3 separate regions of the Sus scrofa genome follow, and regions 1 and 2 are each linked to region 3. Evidence: chromatin contacts called from public Hi-C data. All regions are on one chromosome and are shown on one strand. Each heading gives the region's core, a stretch centred on a gene start, on an enhancer-like site or on the middle of the called end of the contact. The rest is flanking DNA. Distances are from core to core; before and after follow the strand shown. Region 1 has its middle 5.6 kb from the start of TMEM100. Region 2 overlaps LOC110256030 (a long non-coding RNA gene). Region 3 has its middle 88 kb from the start of MMD.

What was found. A called contact is a pair of places that touch in the nucleus more often than the background predicts.
Region 1: a contact with region 3 is called in a Hi-C map of omental adipose tissue, with 2.2 times the contacts expected there. The contact joins two enhancer-like sites. A contact is called at or near these places in 6 of 47 Hi-C or Micro-C datasets (embryonic fibroblasts, epiblast stem cells, fibroblasts and 3 more) and 1 of 2 datasets of contacts at active chromatin or transcription factors (skeletal muscle).
Region 2: a Hi-C map of omental adipose tissue shows a contact between it and region 3, with 1.6 times the contacts expected there. The contact joins two enhancer-like sites. A contact is called at or near these places in 5 of 47 Hi-C or Micro-C datasets (embryonic fibroblasts, mesenteric adipose tissue, omental adipose tissue and 1 more) and 2 of 2 datasets of contacts at active chromatin or transcription factors (alveolar macrophages and skeletal muscle).

What each region holds. Positions count from the first base shown.
Region 1 is chr12:32,017,504-32,021,924 of Sscrofa11.1, forward strand. No RefSeq gene overlaps it. Among named protein-coding and RNA genes, the nearest start is that of TMEM100, 5.6 kb to the left of the region's middle. Within about 2 kb of position 2,393, at least 4 of the 83 cell types and tissues checked have an H3K27ac peak or open chromatin away from gene starts, as enhancers often do. A contact at or near this core is called in omental adipose tissue, where this site is marked.
Region 2 is chr12:31,943,196-31,947,261 of Sscrofa11.1, forward strand. It overlaps LOC110256030 (a long non-coding RNA gene), which reads right to left. Exons shown (of 3, transcript XR_002337188.1): 3 at 1-1,445. Among named protein-coding and RNA genes, the nearest start is that of TMEM100, 69 kb to the right of the region's middle. Within about 2 kb of position 2,801, at least 31 of the 83 cell types and tissues checked have an H3K27ac peak or open chromatin away from gene starts, as enhancers often do. A contact at or near this core is called in omental adipose tissue, where this site is marked.
Region 3 is chr12:31,808,877-31,813,267 of Sscrofa11.1, forward strand. No RefSeq gene overlaps it. Among named protein-coding and RNA genes, the nearest start is that of MMD, 88 kb to the left of the region's middle. Within about 2 kb of position 2,270, at least 4 of the 83 cell types and tissues checked have an H3K27ac peak or open chromatin away from gene starts, as enhancers often do. A contact at or near this core is called in omental adipose tissue, where this site is marked.

The DNA of each region.
Region 1 (4,421 bases), core at 1,143-3,642, 210 kb after region 3:
AAAAAGACACAAAGACAAAACAAACAAATAAACAAACGGAAACACTAGAGTGGGCAGAAAGTATACAAGTTAGGAAACCCTTGTGATTCTCTAGGTGAGAGTGCCTGCTAATGGGAAAAGAGGGCAGGGCAAGGAACAGGCATGGGGTGGAGGATACACACTTAGTTTGGGTAGCATAGCTATCCATTTCTCCAGCAGACAGGCAAATGCTAGAAAAAGTGACATTATTGCCTGTGCACTAATTTGTGAAGCATTGTCTGAGGTGCCAAATAACGCTATCATAGACTCACAGATGAATTCCCTGCTAAAAAAATTGATTGAATTTATAACTCTATGCACACACTACAAAATAGCAGACACATATGCAATATATATATGTGTATATATATACACATATATATACATGATTTGCGATTGCTCACTTTCTGAATGGAACAAGAAATAAATATTTAATGCATTCCAATTCAAGCCTCTAATTGTACTGATGATATAGAAATAAGGTATTGATTCCATTTTAAATTTCAGTTTTAAGCTCCTTAAAAACAAGAACATAACTGTGCAATTCTAACATTAAAAAAGTACCTCATATATGATTTCTGGGAGTAAAAATGTTTTCTCCCCCCATTGATCACTACTGTAAGGTAGTCCTCACATATAAGGATATGTATAGAAAGTTCCTGTCGGAGTTCCCGTAGTGGCGCAGTGGTTAACGAATCCGACTAGGAACCATGAGGTTGTGGGTTGGTCCCTGCCCTTGCTCAGTGGGTTAACGATCCCATGAGCTGTGGTGTAGGTCGCAGACGTGGCTCAGATCCCGCGTTGCTGTGGCTCTGGCACAGGCCGTTGGCTACAGCTCCGATTGGACCTCTAGCCTGGGAACCTCCATATGCCGAGGGAGCGACCCAAGAAATAGCAAAAAGACAAAAAAAAAAAAGAAAAAAGAAAGTTCCTGTCTCTTAATACATGGAGAAACAGCCTTCATCTGTTATTAAATTAAGAGCTAATTTTGTGTTGCCCTGTGAATTAAAACTTTCTTTAAAAAGGCAATCTTAGTCTCTATGGATTTCTGTAGACATTTAATGTTTTGGGCCATATACAATATAAGCAAACCTTTACAGTGGGGTTTACCAAGATTATGTTGACTGAAAAATCTCCCATAAGTTCCTGAAGAATAATATCAGTAATTGTGCATATGTGTATGGAAAATCCTTACCAAATAAATAAATAAACAAAAGAATGGCTCTACGTTGAAATCAGATATAAACTTGTAAACTCAGATCATTATTCAAATGGATTATTTCAAAGTTTCCAGATATTTAGTGCTAAGTACATTAATTATTCAATGATACTTGAATGACTATTCAATTATTATTGGAATTTTTCCAATAATTCTTTGGATGGCGGGTACCTTGTATATCCAACAGTGGGCTCTACCTAAAAATAAATTCTTATTGAACACTTAATAAAATTGTCTACTTTTCATAGATTTATTATCTCACTTAATACTCATAAAAAATCCAATGGAGTTCCTGTTGTGGCTCATCAGAAATGAATCTGACTAGTATCCATGAGGATGCAGGTTCAATCCCTGGCCTTGGTCAGTGGGTTTAGGATCCAGCGTTGCCATGAGCTGTGGTGTAGGTCACAGATGAGGCTCGGATCTGGCATTGCTGTGGCTGTGGCAAAGGCTGTAGGCCGGCAGCTACAGCTCTGATTAGACCCCTAGCCTGGGAACCTCCATGTGCTAGGGCGGGTTTGGCCCTAAAAAGACCCCCCCACCAAAAAAAATCCAAGAGGTAGGTGTGAGATAGTCCCATTAGACAAATAAAGAGATTAAGAGGCCTTTTGGAAAATGGTGGAGCACAGAACTAGAACCCAAGCCTGTTTGACTGCCACGTTTACCTCCTAATCTCCATACATTATTGCTTTTGTGTTCAGCTGATATGCAAGCCTTCTGTTGCTCAAAGGTTTACCCTCCCCAGAATAAACTCTGGGGTTAAAAAAAAAACAAACTACCCCCCCCCACAAAAAAAGATGCAATCTTCTTCTTACAGAACCTCAGGACCTCTAGCGACCCATTGATGAGAATAGGACCAACTCAAGAAAAGGTTTGGAAACATTTTTATCCACTTGAAAAGTCTTTGATGTCCTGGTGGTGTGGGTGGGTAATGGGAAAGAGAACAATTTGCCCCACCCATCTGAGGTCAAACCAGAACTATTTATCTTATGGTCTTAAGGAACAATGCAGAGAACAGATCTCTTGCTTTCTTTCTTTAGATAAAAATTGTAAAGTCTTGCTTCACAAAGGAGAGAGTATCTTGCTGTCTCCTTCTTGTTTACTTAAAACTCTACAGGAAACGGGCATTATTGTCTTTGTCAAAGCAATTGTAAAACCTGGTAAGGCTAATGATCCCAGGACAGTGTGTGGCCACAGAATGAGAACACGATGATTCTTCCATTCTGCACACTAAGGGCACCAAGTTCACTTTGAACTCCAACTGGCCACTGTGCCTGGTCAGTAAATCTGCCATTGATAACTTTGGATGACTTCCAATTTGAGGGGCTCAGTGGTCTCAGGGGAACCTCTCTCCCCTGACTTACTTCTCGCTATTTAGTTTCTATTTAGTTTCTTAGTTTGGAAAACTTTCTTTATAGCTCTAACATGACTTGTTCTTTCTAGGGTTACAGGGTAAGGTTTTGGATCCTTTCCACAGCAAAATTAGCATTTTTGACTCTTCACTCTTGTGCAATGAAAATGGCCATAAACTGAAAGTCAGGAAACTTGGGTTTGAATCTTTTTTTTTTTTTTTTTCCTTTAAGTGGCCTTGGGCTAGACATCCAGCCTCTCAGAGTCCCATCTGTCAGATCACAGGGTCCTGTCTATAAATTCTTTGCTATTCTTTCCTCTTTTTCTATTTCAGAAACCCTCTTTGGGCTCCTACAATTTCCTATATTATTATCAGAGAACATAGCTGAGACAACTTGAGAAAAAACTAACACAGCTACCCAAGCTACCAGAAACCCTCTTTAAAAAAAATCCCTGGTGCAGCATCTGTCAGCAAAACCATTGACTTCTTACTGTGGATATTCATCTATTTCCCTGAGAGGACATTAGTGGGCATCTGGCTCAGAGACTGACTGCACTGCAAAGATTCCCTTTAGTTCAAATCAGAAATTCTAGGACTGTAGTGTTTTCACACTAATTTCCACTCATGCTGACCCAAAGCCAATGCAGTAAGAAGTGTGAGATATCCAAGGAAATCAACAGTGTAATGCATGCCAAATTGAATTTGGAAGGCAAGCAGCTGGGGCCAGAATTCCTGCTCATGGAGACTTACTCTGCTGTGATTGACACAAGGAGATGTAAGACTGAGACCTCAGCTCACAGCTTTATGTGACAGGTTACAGGAGTAGCCACCTTTAGGGAAGACTGATGGAAAAGCCCAAAGGTGAGCGTCTCTTGTTACAGAAAGCAAATACCACTGTACCAACAAGGCTTAGGGACACAGAATTTTTCAAGTTGGAGAAGCAACTGTGCTTCCTGGTAGCTGTCAAAAGGGCATCATGTGGGGAGTGCTCTTCCTTAGTGCTTCGACACTCCAGGCCTTGGAATCCAAAGAGGAGCAGCAGTGCTGCTATGTGTAGATTCTGATATAAGCACCCAGTTCAGATTCTCACATTATAGATTAAAGCAGAGAAAAGGATGATTCTATATAGTCCTCTCTTTCTGAAATTCCTTTTTATTTTCTTAGTGGTGAGATCACAATCTTACTATCATCAAATGTGTTCTGTACACCAGTGAGGGTTTGGACTACCTGCATCAGAATGTATAGGGTACTTATAAAAAGTACTTGTTTCAGGGATTCACCCTAGACCTACTGCATTATTGCAGCAGGATATTTGATGTGTGTGTGTGTGTGTGTGTGTGTGTGTGTGTGTCTGTGTGTCTGTGTGTGTGTGTGTGTCTGTGTCTCTGTGTGTCTTGGTAGGTCAGGAATCTGCAATTTTAATCCATATCCCTAATGAAGTTTGAAATCCTCTTCTGGATGCTAATATAGCAAGCTATTGAGTATGTGAGCCTAACCACATGACTGGTTAAAACTATTAATGGTTCCCTTTTATCAAGGCTCAGCTTCAGCTTAGATCAAATTACAAATACAGCACACAGTTTCATGTTCCTCATGCTTGATGCTTCCTGTGTTTGGATACTCCAGATGATGTCTACTCATTTTTTCCTGATACCTTGAGCATCACATATTTCCCTGATAAGTCCTTCTCCATCTCTGGACCAGGCAGCCTTGAGTTTCCTTCACTGTGTCTCCATACTGCTATATGCTAAGATTTCTCAGTCTATGCACTTTTGACATTTGGGGCCCGATAATTATTTGTTTTGAGCATCTGTCTTCATTGATGGATGTTAG
Region 2 (4,066 bases), core at 1,551-4,050, 130 kb after region 3:
TTAAAAAAATACCATTCCTTTAGTGCTGCACTGTGTTTATTTTGTAGGTAGGGAGGTCTCAGCTGGCAATTTACTTGAGGTCAATTCTGAAATGAAACTATTTCCTACGTCTGGTAGTTATAAATATTATCTAGAGGCTCATAAAGAATACTTTTAGTTATTTTCATTCATTTTTATGTTTCAAATCTCATCTCCCTGAGAGAAGTTTTCTTTTGAGCACAGATTCTTTTTTAATGACTGTCAAATGAAATACCTAGCTAATGATATGTATAGTATCACACCAGTGCTTTTGCGGAGGAGCAGGGGAGGAACTTTGAAAAATAAAGCAAAACAAAAAACAAGTAAGTAAACTCAAAAGACTTCGGGTCCTTAAACCCCAAACACACAGGCAGTAACTATTGTCTATTTCACCAGCTGCCAAGATAGCACAAAATATTGGACCTTAGTATAAGGACCTGATACACAGCCTTCTCAAACCCATCAGTGTTCTCACCATGGAGGTAATGCCTGCTTCCCCTTGTGCTTTACGGTGTATTTGAGGCTTACTAAAACAGTTTATAGTACAAACAGTTCTTTCAGTTTTGTTTTGTCTCCCCTCTTGACGGGAAGAACATTCAAATTACAGACACGAATTAGTGCCCTTAAGCCCCAGTTCCCTTTGCACACTGGGACTTTGTTTCTGGTAAAGCCCATCTGTCTGCTGCCCTCCTTTCTTTCCCAGGGGTCCTGTCAGGACCTCCAGCACATAGCACCATGTCCAGGAGTCTGTCCAATGTTCACAGATGAGTCAGAATCCAGAGGTGGTAAGGGTCTCAAGCTAGCATCCTTCCCCAAAGGCACTGTGTATTCAAGAGCCAGAGGGCCAACTGTGGTCAGAATCAGGGAGCATAGCAGCTCCTTAGCCCCTGGAGCTATTTCTGTTCATGCAGCGCCAGGCATTTCTGGTTGAATGCTGCCACTCACAGCACTCACACAAAATCTGGAAGCCATTTGGAGTTCAAAGGCACCCACAGACTTTGGCAAAGTGAAACTGGGGACAGATCCTGGCAGTACAAAGTACAGTAACATACACATCTGTTTAAGAGGTTCAGAGGCTTCTTGGTGGTGTTTCTGGCTGCAAAGTTACTGAAGAAAATCCATGCCTGAAACATTTTCTCTAAGCCCCAATCCAGTTGAGTTTGGAACAAGACCGGGGAGCACCCTTAATGCAATTTGTGGAATGTCCAGTACAATTTATGGAGTGTCCACTCTTAGTACAATTTAAGGGGTTGACTGCCAAAGGTCAGGAAATGAGGGGACTGGCTCCACCGTCTTCTCAGCATTCAGTAGGTAGGTATTTGATCTTCCTGACTGCTCAGAATGCAAATTGGATCTCTAGATGCAATGAACCCAGAGTCTTCTTGGAGCAGGCAACAGACTTCCCATGATTCTCAGCTTCAGAATTTCTGAACCAATAACCAAAAAGAGACGTAGTCAATTCTCTTTCTTATTTAGTAACCCCTTTCCTTGTCTTCCTTCTCTTCATTTTTTTTCTCCTCTATGCTCCATCTTCTTACCCCCCTTACCATTCTTCCTCACCCTTCCTGTCTTCAGCTCCTTCTTTCCCCCTCTCCCTTTCCCCTTCCCCTGCTTCCTTTTCCCATGGCTCTTGCTGTTGATCCTCTTAGAGCTCAACTTTAGCAGAGGCTGGCACAAGACAGTTTAATCTAGACTCTTGCCACCTTCTGGATCACTGTCATGTGGTTCCTCATGACTGAGAGGGAAGGTGCTTTCCTCTGGGGTTCATGAGTCAGAGCCCTGAGACATTCCCTCTAGCCACCTTGTTGGCAACTCATCTCCCTGCAGAGAAGCTGGGCAAACTTCCAGAGTGAGACACGGAGGCAGAAACCTCTGGGGAGATCCACTGGGAGTCACCAGTGTGGGCTTTAAGGAGAGGGAGGGTGTGGAGCCTGGAAAGAAGCTGACAACTGGTGATCTAGTCACACCTTTCCCTGTGAGTCCTTAGACAAGGGATCTTCTCTCTCTTTGCCTCAGAGTTCTAGCTGCAAAAATGAAAGTGCTGGCCTCAAAGGGCTTTTCCTGTGTCTTAGTTTATTGCCATAAAAGTATAGGGTATAGGCTTATCTCCCCCCTAACAAACATTATTCTTTTTGAGTAGTGAACAGTGTTATAGTGCAAAGGCCCCTTGAAAAAATTTCCAGGCAGAGAGAGGAGAACAATTCCTGTTTGAATCTGACCCTGAGACTGTGGGCTGCTGGTTCCACCCTGTCTTCTTCCCAGCCACCCACGGCCTCTGGCTCCCGCCTCAGTAGCCGTTTTCTCACTGACACCACCCACTGGCTCCAGGAAATGGAGCTCTTTCTCTCTCCAGCATGTGCATGGGGGAAAAAAAAAATCTTGTGAGAAACTCAAAAGAAGATTTGGAGGCTAAAAATGGAATGTTTCCTACAAATAAAACAAAGAAGCTATATTTCTGAATGCAGGCTTCTGAATGTATTTAAGACCCAAGTCCAGATAAGTGAAATCTGCCATCTATGTTGCTTGAGGGGGCTGAGTGTCTAAACTAGTAAGATCTTCAGACTCTCTCAGAAGACTTATTCACTCCAGTTTTTACAGAAACTAAATTCTGGTGTTACCACAAGAGTTCTGACAATCCCCAGAGCTGGCTCAGTGATGGGAATATGACCAGTGTTTACTAGTAAAGTGGAGTCATCTAGTGGGAGAGTGGACGGGAAGAGATCAAAGATAATCCTCATTCACCACCCACTCTGCTTCCCCAGCCCACAGCTCTGGTCCGGTTGGTTGGCTGAGTTTGCTCCTCGGCTATGAATGGAGCACATCAGCCTCCCAGTTCTACAGCCAGTTACGCCTCTGAGAACAGAAAGCCAAATTCAGAAATTCATTTGGGGAAAGAAGTACTGGTTGGTTGATTTATTTCCTTGTCATCAGACTTGGTTTTTGTCCTCGTTCATCACAGATTGTTCCTGTTGCCCTGGCAGAGCCAGAGCTACGTGAGGAGGGTCAGCCACAGCCTTGGCCTTTGCTCCACTTCTGTGGCAAGGGGCTGCCAAGTGCTGCGGGGAAGGGGTGGGGCTCAGAGATGGTTCCCACTGGGGAACATAGATTACAAGCTAGGACAATGACTTGTACTAGAAAATTCACTGTTCTTTCTAGTGAGAAATGTTCTCTCTGCAGAAGTGAAGAAGAATAGAAAATAGATTCTGTTCCTGAGAATCTCAGCAGTGCAATGAGCTGGTCTGACTCTTCTTTTTACAGTGTTTTAGTTCCAGCCTATTTACTAATTAATTAATTTTTGGCTTAGCCCAGAGCATGAAGAAATTCCCGGGGCAGGGATCAAACCTGAGCCACAGCAGTGACAATGCCAGATCCTTAACCCACTGAGTCACCAAGGAACTCCTCCAGCCTTTATTGATGATGCCTAGAGAGCACTGGCAACATATACATCTGTTATGCATATCCCTGTAGGCCCTCCTAAATTATTCTCTTCATGAATTATTTCATAAGGTGATTAATGGAAATAGACTTTATCCTTGTCATTATGCCTGGAAATCTTCATCATGGAATGGAATTTTCTCCCTGCTTCTGAATGCTTTCTGATAATCATGATTGCTCTCCAAACTTTTGGAGTTATGTCAATAAACCCTGCTTTCCTTTCACAGGTGGAAAAGCAAGGTCAAATGACTCATGGCTAACTGTCTGGACCCCTGTGAGAAATGAGACACCATCAAAAGCTGCCACCTTCTGATACTTGCCCTGCTTTGAACCCCAGGAATGTGAAAGACTGTTAGATGTAAATGTTTTAATTTAATTTAGATTCTATTTCTAAAGTCCAGTGAATGATGCAAAGTGCATAATTTCTAATATAAAACAGACACTGAAGGGACTGCGGATAAGATGTTAACTCTCAGGAAGACCAATGCTAGGAACACTTGGGATGCAAGGAGGTCCCTTAAAGTCACAATTTGTTGAGCATTTTTATTTGAGTAACATCCTGCCATTGTTGTCATCCAGTCCATGAAGGTTTTATTCTCCAAAGATGATGCTT
Region 3 (4,391 bases), core at 1,020-3,519:
CGCAACCTCATGGTTCCTAGTCGGATTCGTTAACCACTGCGCCATGACGGGAACTCCATTTCTTTTTTTTTTTTTTTTTTGTCTGCCTTTTTTTTTTTTTTAAGTTCATTCTAGTTTCCTACAGCACCTTCTGTCCTCATTCTTACCTGATATCCTTACCTGGAATCTATTCTGGAGGACCCCATCCAAATCCTACCTTCCTGTAATGTCTGACATTAACTCCCTCCTCTGAAAATTTCATTGTACACACAACTAATTTGGGAATTAGTTATGTACTTTTTAATTAAAATTCTTCTATTAATGGATCAATGTTCTATCTACATTTTCTTAGGGCTTAACTTTTCACCCATTTTATGTCTCATCTTCAAAATGGATTCGATTCATTGAGGGCAGGGATAAAATATCTACTACATAGGATACTTTGAACATAATGACAATAGATACTTGGAAAAACCAGTCAAGATAGAAGAAGGAAATAGTAAATGTGGTCATTATACTTAACAGCTGGTGCCACGGTGAATGCATTCTATACATTAGCTCATTTATTCCTTGCAATGTATAAGTACTATCTATAAGTTCTATCATTATTATTATTTTGTAGATGAGGGAAATGAAGCTTAGCAGTATTATGTAATTTGTCCAGAGTGACCCAACTTGTACATGTCAGTGCTAGCATTGAAAGTGTTGCGATGGTTATTATGAGGGCTTTATAATAATAATGAGGGATAGCTATAGCATGAGTTATCCAAACTTTGACCTCCAAAGTTCTGGTAGCAGTAGCCTGGGATTTGGCTGTGCACTCAACTCTGTGTTCTTCTTGGGCACAGAGCTGGACCATGTCTCCTGAACTTAGGGGTGGTTTCATACCTGAGCTCTATCCATGGGACTTGAGCACAAAAGCTGGAGGCCACCTCTGGGCTTGTCTCTTCCAGGACTGGACCCAGGTGATGATGCTGTCTGTATTCCTGTGGGATGGCCGTGCCACACGATGGAAGAAATAATGGCCCTGGAGTCACCGCCTGAAGCACTGCTGGCTATTGAGCAGGAACTTCACCTTGAGACTGCTACTCAATTAAAGAAAGAGCTTATTGGAGGGTCCTGCTTGTTACTGCAGCCTCATTTACCTAACTTGAGTAATTGTCAAGACATCCATCAAGGGAGTGAGAGCATGCTCAACCCTTCTGGCATTGAACCAAGTATTTGCTGTGGATGGTAAAGGCTGACTGCAAACATCTCTCACTCATCAATTAGCAGCCTTTATGTCACAGATGGTGTGGAGGATATCAGGATTGTTTGTCCTTTCAATGTCCTTTCAATGGTGGCCACGGACTGTTTTAAGTTAAATGAAATAAGCTAGAGAATAATATACCTCTTACAGTTATGAGGTATTCCCACTTGCCCCTGAATTGGAAATTCCCTGGTCCAGGTACATCAGATTTTAAGGGTTCTGAATTTAAATGATCCATACCACAACAGATACTTTATAGAATAATTGAGAATTTATGTCTCCATAAAAAGTCAAATTAAAGTATTTCTCAGTACCTTAGCAGTTCAAGCATGAAGCTTTTTGAAAATAACTGGAGGATTGACACAATTTATGAAAAAGTTTAAAATGAGTGATGGATTCAGACATTTCTGTTAAGATGACAATCTGGATGAAAATACAGTTTTGGCTAGTCTTTTTCTCTCTCATTCTCCACTCCATTTCTTTCATCAAAACTTTTTTGAGCACCTCTCTGTCAAGAGATGCCCTCCAATTAAGCATTTTCAGGCATTCCACCCTTTTAATCATACTCATTCTTTCTTTCATTTCTTCTTATCAGTTAACAGTTTATTGATTCTCAGGCCCAGGGCTGGATTCTGGCTTGGCCCTCATTTGGTTCCTCGGTGCAGGCGGCTGCAGTCTCCCTTCCTGACAGTAGAGGGAGCTAGAAGACCACACTCTCCTGGCCAATCTGTGGTATATGGTCCAATTATCCCTCCCACATAGAGCAGGAAATGGACAAGTGGTTTTTGGATGATAGTGAAGTTTTCTCATTTTCCACTTTTTTTTTTTAATATCACTAGTGACATTTTTGGCAACAGCTGAGAAAATAAACCATTTTTTCTCACTTGACCAGTCATAGTTTGCATCAATCTCCCTTCTCTCCCCTCTTCATACTCTCCTCCATTTCCAGAAACTGCTTTTGCACCTTAATGCACTTGCTAGATTATGTGTGGGATGTCCAAATCCCAAGATACCACAAGTTTCAAGGATCCCCTCTTTACTCATGTTGCTGAGGTGGCTGACTCACTTAAGCTCATTGTATTGAAAGCCTGAAAAATTAAGTCATTTAGCAAGAAGATAGACTCTGAATCCCATAATACTCTCAAAAAGCATCTCTTGCTTGAGAGTTTGGCAGATTCATAGTTTAAAATGGTGATGGGAGTGTGTTGTAGGGATGGATTGGGATTCTGCTGTATTTACATTATTTACCATCTCAAATAGACTTTGGACTGTCTAAAAAACATGAGAAGAAGAGAAATTGTCTGGGCCAATTCTCTCTGGCTGCTCTGGGAAAATTCAGAGACCAAAGCTTCATAGCCGGAAATGACATTTTTCTCCTAGTAGGGATTCTCTGGTTATTCAGAACCACTAACTCCTGAAAATATGGCCTAATTACAAGCATTTTGCTTTCAGCCAAGATGCTATGAGCCATATTTTTCAGAAGTTAGGGAATGTCAGAGAAAGGAGAGGTCAAGGTCATCTAGCACAGTCTGCTAACTTTATACACAGAAACTCAGAGGCCTAAGGTCACTCAGTCTGTTGGATTTTTTAAAATTGAAATATAGTTGATTTAAAATGTTTTAGCAAAGTGATTCAGTTATACACACACACATAAATAAATATATACATATATACACACATATGTACATGTTCTTTTTCAGATTCTTTTCCATTAAGATATTGAATATATCTTAATTCCTGTGCTATATGGTAGGTCCTTGTTGTTTATCTATTTTATATATAGTAGTGTGTATATTTTAATCCCAAACTCTTAATTTATCCTTCCCTATGACTTTTGCCCTTTGGTAACCAAAGTTTGTTTTCTATGTCTGTGAGTATATCTCTGTTTTGAATATAAGTTTATTTGTATCTTTTTTTAGATTCCACATATAAGCAATATACAATATTTATCTTTCTCTCTCTGGCTTATTTCACTTAGTATGGTATCTCTAGTCCATCCTTGATGCTGCAAATGACATTACTTCATTATTTTTTATGGCTGAGCAATATTCCATTGAATATAGATACCATATCTTCTTCTTCTTCCTTTTTTTTTTTTTTTTTTTTTGGCCACACCCGTGACATTTAGAAGTTCCAGTTCCAGGGCCAGGGATCAAACCTGAACCTCAGCAGTGACAATGCCAGATCCTTAACCTGCTGAGCCACCAGGGAACTCCTATACTACATCTTATTTATCTATTCATGTGTTGATGGACTTTTAGATGGCTTCCATGTCTTGGCTATTTTAAAATGCACAGGAATGGGATTGCTGGATCATATGGTAATTCTATTTTCAGTGTTTAAAGTATTAAAATTCAAGCTTTTAAGTTATTCTGTTCTCCATAGAGGCTGTACAAATTTACATTCCCACCAACAGAGTAAGAGTGTTCCCTTTTCTCCACAGCCTCTCAAGCATTTGTTATTTGTAGGCTTTTTGATGATGGTCATTCTGACTGATGCGAGGTCATACTTCATTGTAGTTTTGATTTCCATTTCTCTGATAATCAGTGATTGTCAGCATTTTTTCATGTGTCTGTGGCCCTCTCTCTATATATTTTTTTGGAGGACTATCTATTTAGATGTTCTGTTCACTTTTTATTAGTTTTTTTTTTATATTGAGCTATATGGGCTGTTTGTATAATTTGGAAATTAATGCCCTCGGGTCACTTTGTTTGCAAATGTTTTCTCCCATTCCATAGGTTGTCTTTTTGTTTTGTTTATGGTTTCCTTTGTTGTGCAAAAGCTTTTAAGTTTAATTAGGTCCAATTGGTTTATTTTTGCTTTTGTTTCCATTACTTTAGGAGACAAAGCCAAAAAAAAAAAAAATACTGCTGCAAGTTATGTCAAATATTGATTTACCTATGTTTCCTATAGGAGTTTTATAGTATCCAGTCTACATTTAGTTCTTTAATTTTGGGTTTATTTTTGTGTATGATGTTAGAAAATGTTCTAATTTCATTTTTTTTCCATGTAGCTGTCCAGTTTTGTCAGCACCAGTTATTGTAGAGGCTGTCTTTTTTCCATTGTATATTCTTGCCTCCTTTGTCGTAGGTTAATTGACCAAAAGTGAATAGGTTTATTTCTGGGCTTTCTATTCTGTGCCGTTGATCTATGTGTTTTTTTA